2 separate regions of the Mus musculus genome follow, and region 2 is linked to region 1. A link is a contact called in public promoter capture Hi-C data. All regions are on one chromosome and are shown on one strand. The core of a region is the stretch at or near the end of the contact, and the rest is flanking DNA. Distances in the headings are between cores, read along the strand shown. Region 1 holds the start of Tspyl1 (testis-specific protein, Y-encoded-like 1). Region 2 overlaps Gm26564 (a long non-coding RNA gene).

Region 1 (4,828 bases), core at 1,295-3,794:
ATTATCCAAGCCGTTTCTAAGAATTTGGAGTAATATCGAAAACTGTTACGAATATTCAGTCTCAGTATTATAAAGACTACTGTTAGCCAGGCAGTGGTGGCGCACGCCTTTGATCCCAGCACTTGGGAGGCAAAGGCAGGCGGATTTCTGAGTTCAAGACCAGCCTGGTCTACAGAGTGAGTTGTCTTACAATATTCCAAATGGTTTCAAATAAATGCAAACAAAAGTGTTTAAATTTTTTCAGTAAGTTGAAACAAGTAGCATTTTACTAAATATTGGTAAAAGATGGGCAAAATATTATACTTTCACTTATATCAGATCACATATAAAGAGAGGAAAATAACTCAAACTTGCACTGCTTCTTTAAAGAAGCACTATCTAGGCAACATTCAACACTCAGAGAAAATATTTTTTCCTGAGAAATTAGTTCTCTTCCCATCACCACTGACTGACCAAGATGTGTAAGCTGTGTCCTGTCTTCATTCTCAGCCCAATTTTTATCTGACTTATTTTGATTCTAAGCCTTTTCAGCTCACTTTTTCTGCTTAGAGTACCCATCAAAACTTCTTTAGTTCTTCCATATATTAGGAAGGGCTCAGCTGTTTCCATCTAGCTGTCTCCCTGGAAGCTTTTTAGAGCTTGCTAACCAGGCTGGGGAGTGGGTAAGAGAGGAGACAAGGCAGAGTTGTTTCCTCTTTTACAGAGTATCTTCTCAGGAAATGCTAAGTATAAATGACTCCTGGCCTTACAGATGTTTCTGAACTACTTTTCTTTAAAATAGCAGGAGAAAGGTGGGAGAGTGAGGGTGAGGAGCACTGGCAAACACAATGGAGTGTGATATAACCTAGAAAGTGGTGCCAAAAAAAAAAAAAAAAAAAATCACACAGACAGTGGCCCACTCCTTCAATGTTTAGGCTCAGCAACTGTCCAAAAACTCTGTGTCCACGTTGCCACATGATGAACAGATAAATAGAAGGGCCCCCAGTTAAAGCAAGACATCTAGGTGGCAGTAAACAGGTAAGACTGAAAACAATAGGGTCCAAACAGTGTAAAGGCAGTGTAACATACAGTTTCATTGTTGAGCTTAGAAAGGGTATAAGCCAGGGCCGTGAACCAGCAGATACTAATTCAGAACAGCATGAAGGCCATGGGAAAGCAGAAGCATGTCCAGTCTTAATCTCGAGGTGGAGACTATCCAGATAGAAGATGCAGAAAAGTCAGGAGGAAAGAAATCAAAACACTGCATACCCGTTGCATTTGCTCAAGCACAGGTGAGAAGGGACCAGTTCCGGCCGCATTTTCAAATGCAAAGATTAACCTGACTGGAAGCCAAAAGGCCTGGGAATCTCCACTGGCTCCCTTATTGGGCGACGTCGGGGTCTACGGATTCCTTCACGACACAGGTAGTATTGCAGTGGGTTTGGCCACAGATCCTCTTTGATAATCTCAGCGATTCTGTCAGATTCTGGAAGGCTGTGGTCCGAGAACCAGGTGAAGAAGCTGCAAATGAGATCTTGGTTTCTGCGAATGAAGGACTGGGGCTCATGCCCTCTCCGCCAAATGATTGGAGTGGAAAGAGACACCACTCGACCAGATGATCTCACTTCATATTCCTTGACAATCAGCTTGTTTCTGAAGTAGGGGTTTCTTCGAAAAAAGAACTTGAATTTGCAGCCAGTCTTAGGGTGTCTCAGTTCCTTCACCTCCAGACTGGTTACGTACCTTAACATCTCTGCATCCCGACCCCTAATCATGGCGGACAACTGAGGGTGGTTCCGGAAGGCAGTCATCCAGAAGCCTGGGATATTCTGAATGATGTAGTTCCTCCGTTCCAGGTAGTGTCGTCGCATTCGCCCAAACTTCTGCTCCAGATGTTGGAAGGCCCTGTCGGCCTGAGCATTCACAGTGTCCAGTTCCAGCTGGATGGCCTCCAGCGGGTTCCTGCGAAGATCTATGCCCAGGTGCCAGGGCCCTGCCTCCTCCGGCGCCTCCCTCACTCCTCCACTCGCCTCCAGCATCTCCATTTCTTCGCCCGCGGGCTTCTGCTCCACCTCCATCACCTCCTCGCTCCCTGGCGTGGCCACTTCTGACTTTTCCGCTGCAGCCGCGACGGTGCCCGGTTCCGTCTTCACGTCACGGGCCTGGGACTCCGCTCCCCGAGTTTCTTGGGCCTTCTCCACATATTTCGGTGTCACGAACACCGCTGCCGCGGGGCCCCGAACGGAAGGAGGTGACTCTCCCTGCCTAGCTGCGGCCACCCGAATCTGGGGGACAAGGCCCTCGACATCTCGGGGCGCGGGGCTCCCCACGATCCCTGCGCGGCCCTCACCTGTCACCGCCTTCTCCTCGCCGAGCAGCGGTCGCCGGTCTGGGGTCCCCGAGACAGTGTCAGCATCGCAGTGGCCGCGGCTGTCGGGGACAGGGGTCCCCTCGTCCCGCTCCGGGCTGCTCATGTCGGGTCTAGTCGCGCAGACCTCCGCCTACAAACAACAACCCTCACGGTCCCCCGCAACCCCAGCTCCGCCCCTCGCTCTCTCCAGCGCAGTGACGCCAGAGCCACAGCCCGCAAGTCTCGCGAGAACCTGCAGCGCACCTGATTGGTTCTTCAGCTCGTGACTTCCGTATTTGTTTGGCTTCTGTAAATGTAGCGGATAGCGGTTGTCACGTTTGTTTCCGTAAAGGGATGTCAATCATCCTAGGAGACTGAAGACAGTGGCGGGGCTTCTGGACCTGGCTTCTGGACCCTTCGCCCGCATCCGGGCTGCAGCCGTGTGTGTGTCTGTGTCTGCAAACAAGTTCATCCCCTTTCCACTTATGTGGAACGGTAAAAACACCTCCTGGTATTAGACAAAGCTAGGAGCCAAATGTTTGTATTAACCAAGGTGAATGCCACGGTTCCCCACCACCACCACCACCACCACCACCACCACCACCACCACCACAGAACTGAAAAAAATAATGAAGTCTAGCTTGGTGTGATGGCCCTTGTCTGTCGCCTCAGTGCTCTGGTGCTGAGGAGGATCGTTGACTTGGAGGCTAACCTGGGCTGCATACACGTTGGCTCAAAATAATAATAAAAACTCAGTTCTATTCTAAGCTCTGACGTTACTGGGGAACAAAGATCTGTGGGTTTGCTTTGGGAATTATTCTTTTTGGAAAAGATTTTGTGGTCATCATTAATGATTGTTTTTACTGGTGTGTCTTGCACCGTGGCATCGAATAGTTTGCATAACAATCCTCTGATGTATTAAGATATCCATTTTATTGAGACAAGGAGAGACTGGGTCTCTTACCAGAATAACATAGAAAATGACAGAGCGATGATTTGAGCCCTGGACATTTGATTCCCGGGTTCTCTGAACGGGATGTGACGTCACTTTAGGACATAGGCATAAATGCATAGTCTATATCAAGTTGATACATATTTTCTCCCACCTCCTTTCCGCATCCATAAATAGATTAATATTTAAGAACACATTCATTTCCTTTCTGTTTTGAGAAAAAGAAGGTAGTTATTCGTGGTCCTCAAATTCAAATTTACCAGAAAAATGTCACCTTCTGTATAACAAATATTTCCAAAACACCATTTAACGTTTTTCGATAAAGTTCATAGACAATATAACCCATCTACACACATAAATAGAAAATTTAACAATTTTACTATAAAGCTTACTGTAGTGGTGGCGATTTTAGTATAGCAAAGGGGTCACCGACTTAGGTTATTATAAGAACTATATGACGTGGCATTTATCACAGTGGTAAACGCACCAATAAGAATGGCGTGGTTAGAAAATTACACATCTCATAAAAGTAACTGCGGATGGAGAGTGACACAGATGCCTATGTCAGGTCTTCTGAAACTGTAATCCAATTTTGGTGAAGTTCTGGTAAATAATGTCTCCTCCTCTCTCCCTTGCACTGTTTCTTCCACACAGAGAAAGGAATTTCCACGGTTAAATTCTTGCTAGGCGTGTTATTTCCAACGACTGTCACTAGAGGGAGCGACTTCTCCTTTAGAAAATGATGCTACACCTATGACAGAATGGATTCTTGTAAATGAAATTGAGCCACAGTCTTTTACTGAGACTAAACTATGAATGTTAGACGATGCATCTTAGACATGATTCATTTTATTATTATTTTCCACTAACTATCATATAGAAGTGTCCACTTGGTTTTGTTTAGTCTGACAAGGTCCCCATTTGTCTTCAACTTGATTCAAGTTCTAGCTTTGGTTTGTTTGACCTGGACAAGTCACCCCTCTAGGCAGGCAAAGGTGCTTGCTGCGTAGCCTAAAGATAAGTTTAATCCCCAAGACCGGACCAATGGGGAAGAAAGAAAAAATGACTCCTGCAAGTTTTCCTTTGTTCACCACAAGGATCCCCCATGGCACACAAACACACACACACAACCAATCAATGAATTAATTTGATTTGTTTTGATTTTTGTCTTTGTTTTTCAAGACGGTTTCTATGTGTAGCCTTGGCTGTCCTGGAACTCTATCTGGTGCTTACGCCTCCAGAGTGCTGGGATTAAAGGCATGTGCCACCACTGCCCCACAATTTCAAATAATTGTTAATACTTAAAATGGAAACTATCATTTATATTTTAGAACTCTAATATGAAGATGACACAAGATGTATAAAGTATAAAATGATATATAAAGTAGGTAGCATTGTAAGCTTTCAATTAGCAGAACATAGTAATATTATTTACATTCTATGCTGAAGCTTACATGTATTTTAATTAAGTTTTTGTGCACTAACTTAATGATTTCAGGTAGAGCATTAATGCATTCATTCAGATAAGGATATTGAATGTATGTGTT
Region 2 (4,828 bases), core at 631-3,130, 33 kb after region 1:
CCTTTTTTTCATAGTCTCTTCAGCAATGATTCCCAAGTGTTAGGAGGACAAAACATGCTATCTACATTTCATTTAGGGCTGAGCATTCTGCAGTCTCTTAATCTCTGAATGGTGAACAGTCATGGTTCTCAGTTAATCACCATCTACTGAAAATAGAAATTTCTCTTATGAATGTTGAAGGGTGCATTAATCTGTGGGTATAGCAACAAGTCATTGGTTGTTTTTAATACTATGTCAATTTAGCTGTATAGTAGTAGTATGTTCTCTTCTGTGGCCTATAACCTATCTAACCACAGGTCCATGGTCCAATAATGATGGTCCACTTTGTGCATGTATGTGGTGTGTGTGTGTATGCTGTGAATTAGGCAATTTCTACAATAGGTATTCATATAGTGTAGGTCAACCCAAAAATGGTTACTTCCATGATGATGCTCATGCCATTATTGCACCAGTGGCTATTGTTGCCAGACAAGCCATTATTGCAGCTTGTAGGATTCACAGTTGGAATGCTACAAGAGTGATGATTATTTTTCTCCTCTAGTACCATGCAGAGTTCCTTCCAGCACTATGGAAGCTAGCCAGTAGAGATTAAGCTTCCAGATCAGGGCAAGCTTGATTTCTCCCTATTCTATGGTTCAAATATGTGGTATCTTCAGCAAGAGGGTATTATTATCAAGTTCTGGCAGGTAACCAAGAGCACTGACAATAGCCTGTAATATTTGGAGGGTAAGGGGACCTCACTGACAAAAGACTCCAGAGGAGATAACCCATACCTAGCACAAAGATTTTTATTCATTAGCCTGGGCTGTCTAGTGGGACATTGGTTGCCCAATTGTAGGGTAAATACATTTTAACTATTTGTGTTTGTGTGTGTGTGTGTGTGTGTTTAGAAACTTCTACAATAGTAGATTCCCATAGGACTTTAGTTTTATTTATCCATCACCATATTCCCTCCTCTACCTTCCCTGAATCAAGAACCTCAGCATAACATTTGATACCCGGAATCTGTTAGAGAAGAAAGTAGTGAGTACACACTTGGATTCATTGTCTCAGGAGGGCTTTCTGAATAGGACCCTGATAGCACAGGCATTAAGATCAACTAATAAGTGGAACTTCCAGAAACTAAAAAGCTTTTGTACAGCAAAGGACACCATTACTTGAGTGAAGATACAGCCTACAAAATGAAAAAAAAAAATTCTTTACCAGCTCTACATGTAACAGCGGGTTAGTATCTAAAATATACACAGAATTAAAAAAAAAACTAAACATCAAGAAAACAAACAACTCAATTTTTAAAAAATAGATATGGAAGTTAAGAGAGAAATCTCAAAAGATAAAACACAAATGTCCAAGAAGCATTTTTAAAAAATTGCTCAACATCCTGAGCCAATAGGGAAATTCAAATTGTAGCTACTATGATACTTCATCTTACTTGAGTCAGATGACTAAGTTGGGGGGTGGGGGGGGGGATGTGGCTGTGAACGTAAAGAGGAACAATTCTTCAGTGGTGGGAGAAGGACAAAGCAGTGCTGCCACTATGAACATCAATCAATGTGGAGCTTCCTCAAAAAGCTAAAATTAGACCTACCACAAAACTCGGCTATGCCACACTTGGTAATGAGTATTTCTTCACTAGAAATGTAGCCAAGAAATTATAGTGCTATTATTGTATGCTTTAATTATGCATAGACTTGTTTTTAAATGTTCTTGTCCAAGCTGTATAGATAATGGGAGTAACGCTTGTACAAACATGAGGAATGAGTCCAATCTTTAGAATTCATATTTTTAAAACAAAAATTCCAGACATGGGTCTGGAGAAACTGATGAGTGGTATGATAACTGGCTTCTCTTCTGGAGGATCCAAGCTTGATTTCCCACACTTATATGGTAACTCAAAATCATCTATAACTCTGGCTCCTGGAGATCTGGTGCATTATTTTGGCCTCCACAGGCATCAAACATGGTGCACAAATATACATTCAGGCAAAGCATCTGTATGCATAAGTAAAATAATAGTGTACACACCTGAAAACTCCTGGAAAGGTGGCAACAGACAGAAGCCTGGGGTCCACTGTCCAGCCTGGCTTACTTGGTGTGTTTCAGGCCAGGGAGAGAGCGCTCCAAAAAAAAAAAAAGATGGGGAGTTTTATATATATATATATAGCTCAGCAGGTAAAGGCTCCTGCCACCAAGCCTGATCTGAATTCAGTCTCTATCCATTGTAGATAAAGAGAACCAACTTCCACAGGATATGCTCAGACCTGCACACATGTACTGTGTAACGTGCATTCACACAATACGTACTCACAAAATAAATAAATAAATAAATTTTAAAAATGAAATTAAAAAAAAAAGAAACAAGTGGCAAGTGAGATGGCTCAGTAGGTAAGGTGATTGCGGCTAATCGTGACCACCGGAGTTCAATCCCCAGGACCCACATAACAGAAGGAAAGAACTGACTTCTGCAAGTTTTACAAAATGTACTTATTTTTGGTTGTGAGCCTAGCCTTTAACGGCTGAGCCATCTCTCCAGCCCAAAATGTACTTATTTTTATCACGTTTCCAAAACTTCGTGTTACTATAATGTATTTCATTCATTTTGGTTCTAACATAATAGAATTCCACAGCATTTCATGTGTAGTGAACAGCACCAACAAACTAAGAGATTCTGAAGATAATTTAAGTCTACTTAAAAATAATGGGAAACTTATTTTAAAACATAAAAGCACAGCGTATCAGTTGATATAACTCATAGTTCAAGAGAGATGTAAGTTGGTTCTGAGTTGTAGTTAATTTTGTGTGGGACTCCTATGAGGGAAGATGCACACCATCCTGTCTGTCCTGGGTGCATGTTTTTATAATGTCTTTTTCATTGTTACTGGGTTTTTGGTCTTTCTGTTTCTCACATCCCAGTCTAATGCCCCAATTGTACTTACAGGGGCATTTTAAATGAGTAGCTATTTTTAGTGGTTGGTTTGTCTGACTTATTCCTCCTTTCTGGGTCCCTTGTTGTTTCCCTGCCCCACGCAGCAAAGCTATAGCTAATTAATAATCCTCAGAAGCAAATCATGAAGCAAAAGAGAAAAGGCTTTCCTACTTATGAGAAGCAACTCAGCAGCTTCAAGAACCCACCTGTTTGTCTTCCCAGGACCTCAAGGAGTTTCTTCCCACCTATACAGGAAACCAAAGTCTCAGAGCTGTCTGCTGGCTCCCTTTCCTGCTAACTCTGTGACCACTTTGATGTGACTTTAATATATTATGTTGTCATCCTGCCATTGGCGAGTAGACAGATTTTTCTTTAATTTTGGGCTTGAAGCCAAGACATATGCAACAAATTGCAGGATCTAGCGACAAAGACATTTTGCTTATTTTCCCTTTTCTGTTGTAACAGTGAATGAAAGCTGGCAGTTTAGACCAGTTACAGCAAGGTCAAATAGCCTCACGTGAAACCCTCACTGCATGCCACCCCCCTTTTATAGCTTTTCAAATTGAATCTGTGAGTTTTCTGAGCTGTTACCCTAAAGTCAGGGTAAACATAGCTGCCTTTGAAGAGCAGGGTGGAAAGAGGTTACATAAGTCTGGCCTGTATGAGGTCCTGAGGGTTGCGTGTGAGCAATGATGTGTATAAAACACAAAGAGAACCTGGCTTAGGCAAAGGCCAGTAGCAGGCCAACACCATGTGGGCCCTACCACCCATTGTCCCCTCTCATTCATATTCAACAAGTCTGAAGCAAACAAGCTGAGACTCAACCCTTTGTCCCATTTCACTGATAGCCTTACCCTTCTCTTTGCCTCATAGATGTTAAGTTACTCTTCTAGCGGTCCCTTGCTGTCCATTCATTTTGCCAAAATTGTGTGTAGTGCAGGCTCCTCCGTTGGTTGTATATGGATGTACACGCTGCCTCCTACCAGCTGATCCCTTTTTATATTTGTACTTCAGGGCACTAACGAAGAGTAGTTCTGACTCCTTCGCATGACAGTTGGAGAGCAAATAGAGACGCACACCACCCGTTATAAGGCTGTGTGTGATTTTAGAAGTAGAATTTAAAGGAAGAAACCTGCCCAGGGGAGAGACTAAGACCAGGTGTCCACTAGCCCAGGGTTATGTTTGGTAGCATCAGAGGAGTCCCCCCAGACGCCAGAGTCCTCCCTGTAAAGAGGTGAGTTTTCTACAAAGAACAAGTCTGTGTAAGTCTTCAAGTTGCCTGAGCTTTGAGATTTTCAAGGCCTCACTTTCCAATATTGTTTTACTGCTAATGTGGGGTGTGTTCTGGATGATTTCAAATAATGCCCACCACAAGTTGTGCCTTGCATGATCAGTTATCGCTTCTTCAAGCAGTGATCTGAAAGATCTCATCTCTTTCACTCATGGGCACACTTCCATGAAAGACATAGCCCCTCTCTCTTTTAGATTAGAGCAACTACACAAAGCAATGCTCTTTCTATCCTTGTACTTTTAATCTGCTGTTTTGTTTGTTTGGTTTTTTTGTTTTTTTGGGTTTTTGTTTGTTTTTCTACACAAAACTTAATACTTTGCATAGCAACTAGGATGTGTAAAGATGGTCTCTTGCACACTTCTCTTCATCACACTCTGATTTTGTGTTGTGGAATTGTCTTCTACTTAAGGACAACAACTCTCTATTTCATAGCTCTACTTCATAAATATACAGTCCATTTTTATATATTTTTTATCATTTAAGGCAAACATTTAAGTCATTTTCTGGGACTATCACTGTGGTAATTAGGAGACAGGGCTCACCCTAGAGATTTGAGAAGAGGAAGGCAGGAAGCCTGAGGAGTAGAGGTTGTGGAAAAGAGAGAAGAAAAT

What was found. Promoter capture Hi-C pulls out the DNA fragments that hold promoters and counts their contacts.
Region 2: a contact with region 1 is called in a promoter capture Hi-C map of the HPC-7 cell line. The contact joins the enhancer-like site here to the promoter of Tspyl1 in region 1. A contact is called at or near these places in 6 of 39 promoter capture datasets (3T3-L1-derived adipocytes, the C10 cell line, the HPC-7 cell line and 3 more), 15 of 484 Hi-C or Micro-C datasets (the HPC-5 cell line, the HPC-7 cell line, LSK cells and 6 more), 12 of 115 datasets of contacts at active chromatin or transcription factors (the HPC-7 cell line, the SCID.adh cell line, bone marrow-derived dendritic cells and 4 more) and 3 of 9 other capture datasets (adipose tissue, liver and pancreatic islet).

What each region holds. Positions count from the first base shown.
Region 1 is chr10:34,279,906-34,284,733 of GRCm38.p6, reverse strand. Tspyl1 (testis-specific protein, Y-encoded-like 1) reads right to left here and starts at 2,544. Exons shown (of 1, transcript NM_009433.3): 1 at 1-2,544. The coding sequence starts at 2,453. The coding sequence ends at 1,314. The region is part of intron 1 of Gm26564 (a long non-coding RNA gene); the gene reads left to right.
Region 2 is chr10:34,246,458-34,251,285 of GRCm38.p6, reverse strand. All of the region lies in intron 1 of Gm26564 (a long non-coding RNA gene), which reads left to right. Among named protein-coding and RNA genes, the nearest start is that of Tspyl1, 33 kb to the left of the region's middle. Within about 2 kb of position 1,880, at least 35 of the 459 cell types and tissues checked have an H3K27ac peak or open chromatin away from gene starts, as enhancers often do. A contact at or near this core is called in the HPC-7 cell line, bone marrow-derived macrophages and pre-megakaryocyte-erythroid progenitors, where this site is marked.